Linked DNA regions of Mus musculus: region 1 is linked to region 2. Evidence: chromatin contacts called from public HiChIP or PLAC-seq data. All regions are on one chromosome and are shown on one strand. The core of a region is the stretch at or near the end of the contact, and the rest is flanking DNA. Distances in the headings are between cores, read along the strand shown.

Region 1 (3,843 bases), core at 1,327-3,826, 39 kb before region 2:
GTTCATATTGTTGTTCCACCTATAGGGTTACAGACCCCTTTAGCTCCTTGGGTACTTTCTCTAGCTCCTATATTGGGGGCCCTGTGTTCTATCCTATAGATGACTGTGTGCATCCACTTCTGTGTTTGCCAGACACTGGCATAGTCTCACTTGAGATAGCTATATCAGGGTCCTTTCAGCAAAATCTTGCTGGCATATGCAATAGTGTCTGGGTTTGGTGGCTGATTATGGGATGGATCCCTGGGTGGGCTAGTATCTGGATGGTGCATCCTTTCGTCTTAGCTCTAAACTTTGTCTCTGTAACTCCTTCCATGGGTGTTTTGTTCCCTAGCCTAAGGAGGAATGAAGTATCCACACTTTGGTCTTCGTTCTTCTTGATTTTCTTGTGCTTTGCAAATTGTATCTTGGGTATTCTAAGTTTCTGGGCTAATATCCACTTATCAGTGAGTGCATATCAAGTGACTTCTTTTGTGATTGGGTTACCTCACTAAGGATGATATCCTCCAGATACATGCATTTGCCCAAGAATTTCATAAATTCATTCTTTTTAATAGCTGAGTAGTACTTCATTGTGTAAATGTATCACACTTTCAGTATCCATTCCTTTGTTGAGGGAAATCTGGGTTCTTTCCAGCTTCTGGCTATTATAAATAAGGCTGCTATGAACATAGTGGAACATGTGTCCTTATTACCAGTTGGAACATCTTCTGGGTATATGCCCAGGAGAGGTATTGTTGGATCTTCCGGTAGCTGTTCTCATTTCTTAAAAACAAAGCAAAACAACAAACAAACAAACAAACAAACAAACAAAAAACCAAAACAACTCAGGGCTTAAATGGCTGTGTTGGGATTAAGGCGTTGGGGAGAAAGATGAGTCCCATCACCTATAGGTGACAAAGCAGACTCTGCCAATCACATCGCCCCTCCCCACCCCAGTCTCAGCTCTACTCTATACAGAAAGAGAAAACCTCATTTGATGTTGTGAGCTTTAGTTTCTCTCATCTTTAATAAAAGGATTTTTAAAAAAATGCTATGTGTAGGAGTGTTTACCTGCATGTGTGTCTGCGTACTCTGTGCATGTCTGATGACCTCAGAGGTGAGAAGAAGGTATCGGTTCCAGATGGCTGTAAACCACGTGTGGGTTCCAGAAACTGCACCTAGGCCCTCAGCAAGAGCAGCGAATGCCCCTAAACACTAAGCGATCTTTTCAGTCCCAAGCTAACTTTTAAAATTAGGAGCTAAAGAGGTAAAAAGGAGTTGGGAGAAGGGGAAGTTACTATTCGTGCTTACCTCACAGGACCTTTGGAAGTGGGGACAGTAACGGTTAAATGACATGTACAGTTCAAAATACCTACAAGATGGGGTTATTTTTCTTAACCGGTGAGAACCGGCTTTTGAGTCAGAAAGTTCTCTCTAGCTTGTGTCCTTGATTGAATTCTTCACCAAGCCCTCTATTTCTTCCTCTGTAGGTGGGAACAATGAAACCTACCAGTAAGGGCTGATGTGAGGATTAACTACACCACACACATAAACACACATACACATACATACACACACAGACACACATACATACACACATGTACATAATACACATACATACATATACTCACACATACATACACGGACACAGACACATACACACACAGACACAAAAGACACCCACACAGAAGCATGCACACATAAAAACACACATGCATACACACACACACAAATGCACAGAGAGAGTAAGAAAGCAAGAGCAAGCCAGGGAGCAAGTGAGCAAGAAAGACAGGGGAAGGGGAAGGAGAGGGGGAGGGGGAGGGGATGGGGGGAGAGAGATTAGTGACTGAGGCAGGAGCCAGGATTACTATCACTACTGCATCTTTACAGTGGAAGAAACAAACTGGGTAATTTAATAATTCGACACTCCACAAACCAGTGTTGTCTTAAACAGTTTTGGAGAGAGCTTATTTTCTTTTTCTCCCCATCTCATTAACCATCCATGGATCCATAGAATCAATTTATTTAGGGTTTCGAAAAACAAGAGCCACTGAGCTGTTAAGAGAAATTTGTACGAAAGAGACTTTCCGTTCTCAAAAGATCTTAGGCGAGAGACTAGTTTCCTACTGGTGTGCAGACAGAACCCAGGCTTTCCCCAGTAAGTCTCTTGTGGGGCTCTTTCTGGATGAGCACCCGGACAACAAACAGTGAGAGCGGAGGAGAGGAGCCGTCATCGGTGGACCGAAGCCAGCAAAGCTCATGAAGGCCTTGAGCCTGTGTCTACTGTGTATTCTTAATGTATAAAAACCACAAGGTGGGGCAGGCAAGCAAGCATGGTTAGGTCAGCAGACTGTCCATTGTTTCTGCTCTTTCTCTGGGTCATTCAGCTCCAGTTATCTGAAATCACGCTTGGCGAATAGGCAGCACAAAGAGTGCCTTAAGCAAAGCACTAAATAAGTCAATAAACCACCATCTAAAAGATCGGTCTTTTCTACCTCCAACTTGAACAGCACTTCTTCCTGCAGAGAGCAGACCTGAATTCACAGAGACTTCCTGGTGCACCCAGGAAGACACTGGGGGAGCTGAGGCGTCTTCTGGGGCTCCCTCTGCTGGTTAGTTGAAGGCTTCATTTGGCAGAGCAAAGCTCTGCGGGATGCTCTCCAAATTAACAAGATATGGTCAGAGAGAGGTAGAAAATTAACAGTGATAAATCCTGGGAGTCTAGGTCATCATGTAGCCCAATAATTCATTTAAAAGTGATTCAAATCTCAGAGGAAAGAGGTGGCTTATTGGTAAAGCAAAGGCTATCAGAATGCTCAAATAAGGCTTCTGGGTTTGTTGTTGGGGCCTTGGGATTTAATTGACATTTCACAGACAGGAACAAGAATTGTTGATTCAATTTCTGCTGATGTCTTTATTTAATTCGATCCTTTTAACAGAACACTATAACTTCTTGCATAGAATGTAGGTTATTTATAAGGGCACAAAAAGTATTTTTTTTTTAACTGATGGATATTAAAGGAGAATAGACTAGAATAGAATTCTCTATTTTTTAAATAAAGAATTTAGATCAAATCAAGCAGAACCAACAAGGAACTGAGTTTTGGGATCGTTTCCTTTTAAGACTTGCACAAAGCACATAGACATTCCAGGAAATCATGTTACTTTCTCTGCAGAACATCCTACACAGGGAAATGGAAATGGATAATGTCTGATTTATATATAGACTGCTTAGCCCGAGCGAGAAGGGTCCCAGTTATCTGGCTGTGTGGTATGGATGCGATGACATCCTTTGGAGAGCAGAGAGAAGGCAGAGCAGCAGCTCCCAGAGTGAATGAGGCTGCACCTTCAGGTTGGAAATGTTTGCGAGGTGGGTGAACTGGTTCTCACCCCAGTGTCTGTGGCGAGTTGTGAATAGTGCAGCCTAATTGCAATTTATGTAGGGATAGCCTTAGCCCCTGTAACAGTTACTTTTCTGTTACTGTGATAAGACAGCATAATCAAGGCAACCTGTAGAAGGTAAGGTTTATCTGGGGGTATGGTTCCAGAGGAGTAAGAAGAGTCTGTCGCCATTACCGTGGGGGAGGTTCAGCTGCAGGCAAGCCTGGCAGCTGGGGCATTCCAATGAGAGCTCCCATCATAAGGAGCAAGCAGGGGAAAGAACCGAAAATGGCTCATGGCTTGGAAGCCTCACACCATGTTCCCACTGATAGACGTCTTCCAGGAAAGCCATACTTTCTACCCCTCCTCAAACAGTTCCACCACCGAGGGGCCAAGTATTCAAATATCAGAGCCTGTGACGGACATTCTCATTCCAACCACCACACCCACTAAATAGCCATTCCTTGCCTACTGGGCAGACCC
Region 2 (4,124 bases), core at 1,558-4,057:
AGGACCCCCATAGGCCTGGCCTGTTTTGAGTGTCTACTCCTTGCCAGCATGTCAGAGGAAGGGGGCTTCTGTAATATACACAAGACTTCTGGGGACCCATGATGTGGATGTGATTGTTTCTACATTTAGCCTGTATCCTATGATGTGATGTAGGCAAGGCATCTGGAGATATCTCCCTTGTCTACTTTTCTGTTGGTACTCTGCACTGGGGTACACTAACGAACCTAAGGCTTCCTGGGCCAGAGTGCTGTTACCTTCTGAACTGTTTCTTGCCCTCACAAAATTCACTTTTTTTTTTTTGAAACTGCTTGTGTGACTGAATTTGGAGACACATTTGTTAAAGACATAAAAGTAGAATTTGGAGACAGGTTCATTAAAGAGATAACATTAAGCAAGTCCATCAGATTTCGTCCCTAATCCAATAGAACTGTGTTTTTTTTTTTTTTTTTTTTTTTTTTTTTTTTTTTTTAAACAGGTAACGAGATAAACCAGCTCTGTGCTCACAAAAGGACAATGGCATTTAAAGCCACACAGAAGATAATGAGAGCACTCCAGTTGGCTGGCACTTCGATCTGTGACTTTCAGCCTTCTGGTATATGAAGTATTTCTCTCTCTCTCTCTCTTTCTCAGTCTCTCACGTTAATTCCCATCGTTCAAGCCACCTTTTCTTTGGTGTTTTGTTATGGCAGGCTTAGCAAACTGACTCACCATGCCCACTCCTGCTGCATGATGGACAAAGGAGGAATACCTCAAGGAACTCTCCTAGCTTTGCCCAAGTCTAGATTCATGTGACTCAGCTCCAATGGACTGGTGGTGTGGATGACACGGACCAGCCGTGTCAATGAAAAGGAATTCAGAGTCTTTGGGAGCCACAACACAATTTTCCGATTAAAAATATATCTTGTTAAGAAGCAAAGGAGACCCATTCTATGATCTGACTTTACTACTTTTAATCCCCATACCATGCCACATCTGTTAATAAAGGCAGTTGATGTTAGGTATTAATTTAATCATGCATATACAAATTTCTAATCACAATTAACTCAAATCTTGTTTCTGTGGTCCCACCTGTGTCTTCAGAGGTTTTTTTTTTTTTTCTTTGTTTGTCCAATATCACTTTAAAACGGAGTCAATAGAACTGAACACACACAGCTGGACAACAATATTATTAACAATTAATTTTTACTAATGTAATGCACTCACGTATAACCAAAGTTATTCTAGCATTTGGGTAATACATTTTTGGCAGTTGATCAGATATACTTTCCTAAGGAAGGGTTTCTCTTGTGTTTCTACATAGATCCTGTGGCAGTGGTCTCCCCTCCACCACTGTCATGAATTGCTTCCATTCATCTCCTTCCATTGGCTCTAAGCAACTGAAGCAAAACAATGGTACTTTTAAATCTCTTCATTACCCCTGTGTCTTCTCTCTAGAAGACAGAATCCTAAGATGATTCAATATTCATATTTGCTAAACTGAATAAAATTATCTTGTGAAACTTAGCTATTAACGAACAGAGCCATTATGCCTCTGCAGGCATTGCTGGTATGGTTGTTCTGAATTAAGTTGCTCTCTGTGTCAGCTGTAGTGTCTTGGAGAGGCACAATTGTGGATGCAATTACTTAGGTAAATCTTTAGAAAAATTTATGCTTAAACTTGATAGGAAAAGCCTTTAAGTGAGCAGGGTGGGGACTTTGGGGGGAAGGAGATATTTTAAAAGGTCAGATCCATTTGTTTCAATCCCTAAGTGGGAAGATTAAGTGGGTAATTCATGATTCTAACATAAAATGTCCACAATAGAAAACCTAGATTATACAATGATCAGCAGTTCTCAACCTGTGCGTCACCATCAGAAAACATATATTTCCAATGGTGTTAGGAATCCCCAACCATCAATTTATTTTCATTGCCACTTCAAAACTGTAATTTTGCTATGGAGTGGTTTCTCAATTCCTATGACCATCAGAAATATGTGTTTTCTGAAGGTCGCTACTCACAGGTTAAGAAGCATTGATAACTGTTTTTTAGGCTTCAGGAAAACCTTCATAGATCAGATAAAATTTAATTCTAGCTTTGGGGAGGATCGAGTCTCTCTCTCTCTCTCTCTCTCTCTCTCTCTCTCTCTTTGACAGAGTAGAAGGAAAAGAAAGGTGCCTAATTATTTTTCACTTCTTAGTTTTTCTCAAAGCTCTCCTTCCTTAAGGTTTTAATTCTCTCATTATAGCTGAAACTGACTCCCCCCCCCACCCCCCCGAGCAGAAAACACTTCTTTCATTTTCTTGTGAGGACATAACAAGCTAGTAAGGAACATACTACCTCATATTGCATTTGTAGTTTGCCAGGGAGGAGAGGTGAGATCTTAGTCACTCCAGGCAGAGAGTGTTTCACTTGATAAACTTGTTTACTCCCCTCCAAGCCTTAAGCCATTAGAATAGGACGTTAAAGCGATTTTAAAATCTCACTGTTGGCTTTTATCCTTTGATGTGTCCTAATAAGTAAAATTACACTCAGTGTCGCGAGACATTTGAATTCACTTTCGAGCAGGAGTTTGCGGCTTCACAGGCTACTGGCCCTTAAAAAAAACAAAATTAGTGCGGGAAAAGAAGGCAGGGCTCCAGGTCTGTAAAGACCGCTTAGCCAGTTTCTTCCGGGAAAGGCAAGTAGAGGCCCTGCTCAGAGCATGCTGGGACTTGCAGTTTATCTCCTGTCATTTCCTGTTATTTCTTGCTACATCTCCCTGCTCTGGAGTGTGGGATGGACTACAGCTCCCAGAGGGCCAGGCGGCGGCGGCGCGTCTTGTGCTCTAGCGGTGCCTGGGCGGCTAGTTCAAGTTGCCATAGCTGCAAGTCCCGGGTGAGCGGAGTCGGTTGCGAGGCAGCGTTGGGTCAGTTGCACCTTCGGGGTCGCTGGTAGCCGCGGGAGCCGGGTGGGGCCTCGGTGATGATCCGGCGTTAAGAACTTGGAGTCACCTTGGGTCTAAGGTACCTGCCCTTCTCTGTTCTCTTGTCCTTTCTCTCATTTCCCCCTGCAGAGACATTTGCGTCCCACTTCCCCTTGTCCTAGGGTGGAGACACAAGATCTGCACGGGTACGCGGGGTGGACCGGGAGTGTGGGTGCAGTGTTTGGTGACGTGGGGGTCATGGCGTGTTTGCATCCCTCAGCAGCTCGTCCACGGTCAGGTCCTGGCCACCTCACTCAACGCGCCTTGTCCTGGCTTTGGAGCAGCTTGCCCAGGGCTCCCTCCTAGGCGCTTCAAGCTGTCTGACATTGGTTTTGACTGCCCCAGGGGTATAATTGGTGCATATCTCTGTCCTTTCGTCACTCGATTTTCCTCTGCTAAGTAAGGAGATGCCCGGGGTCATAGTGGTTAGTCGCCCCCTTTTGGAATTAATTAATAAAAATACCAAACTTTGAATCCCAGCTGCCAGTCAGGGTTGGTTTAAGGGAGTGGGTCTGTTAGGCAAAGCTCGATGTTGTAGCGTCCTTGTTAGGATTATGCAAAGCATTTGGCACAGTGCCTAGCACCTAGCAAATTCTCGTTACTTCTTCCTAAAACTTCCTGCGTCTAACAGAAATAGCATACGAACCGTTCAAGTGGTTTTTAGTTTTATAGTACCTGTATTACAATAAAAGTAAAAGGAAACTTCTGAGACTAATCTTAATTTATTTGGCCCAGGGCATAAAATGTACTGAAGTATATTTTACTTCACGTAAATATACAAGTAGCAAATATGAAACTTTTGTGTTGTTTGTTTGTTTGCTTATTTATTTATTTATTTATTTATAGATAGGGTTCCACTGTGTGGCACTGGTTGACCTGGAACTCACAGTGTAGCCCAGACAGGTCTAGACATTGCAGAGATCTACCTGCCTCATCCTCCACGTGCAGAGAGCAGAGGCTTCTGGTACTACCAGGGCCTTATGTTTTTTGATAATGGTATAGGATGTTCAGAATCTGGCATATACTGATATTTCATATTCATAGTGTGTATCAATTTGAGCTGGCCAGGTTTCTATTGTCATAGCCATATAACTGCTGCACTGGACAGGCAAGAGAGAAGATGAACTTTGACAGCTGTAGCTTGGTATAGGGCAGTGGTTCTCAACCTGCCAGTCGCGTCAG

Evidence for each region. HiChIP or PLAC-seq counts read pairs in DNA pulled down with a chosen protein or histone mark.
Region 1: an H3K4me3 HiChIP or PLAC-seq map of the SCID.adh cell line shows a contact between it and region 2, with 11 read pairs. The contact joins the enhancer-like site here to the promoter of Cep128 in region 2. A contact is called at or near these places in 1 of 39 promoter capture datasets (macrophages), 1 of 15 datasets of contacts at CTCF or cohesin (the NIH/3T3 cell line), 8 of 484 Hi-C or Micro-C datasets (Th1 cells, brain, brown adipocytes and 5 more), 4 of 115 datasets of contacts at active chromatin or transcription factors (the SCID.adh cell line and embryonic stem cells) and 1 of 9 other capture datasets (adipose tissue).

The regions. Positions count from the first base shown.
Region 1 is chr12:91,422,049-91,425,891 of GRCm38.p6, reverse strand. The region is part of intron 1 of Tshr (thyroid stimulating hormone receptor); the gene reads right to left. Among named protein-coding and RNA genes, the nearest start is that of Tshr, 23 kb to the right of the region's middle. Within about 2 kb of position 2,576, at least 18 of the 459 cell types and tissues checked have an H3K27ac peak or open chromatin away from gene starts, as enhancers often do. A contact at or near this core is called in the SCID.adh cell line and uterus, where this site is marked.
Region 2 is chr12:91,383,092-91,387,215 of GRCm38.p6, reverse strand. It overlaps Cep128 (centrosomal protein 128), which reads left to right and starts at 2,807. Exons shown (of 26, transcript NM_181815.3): 1 at 2,807-2,982.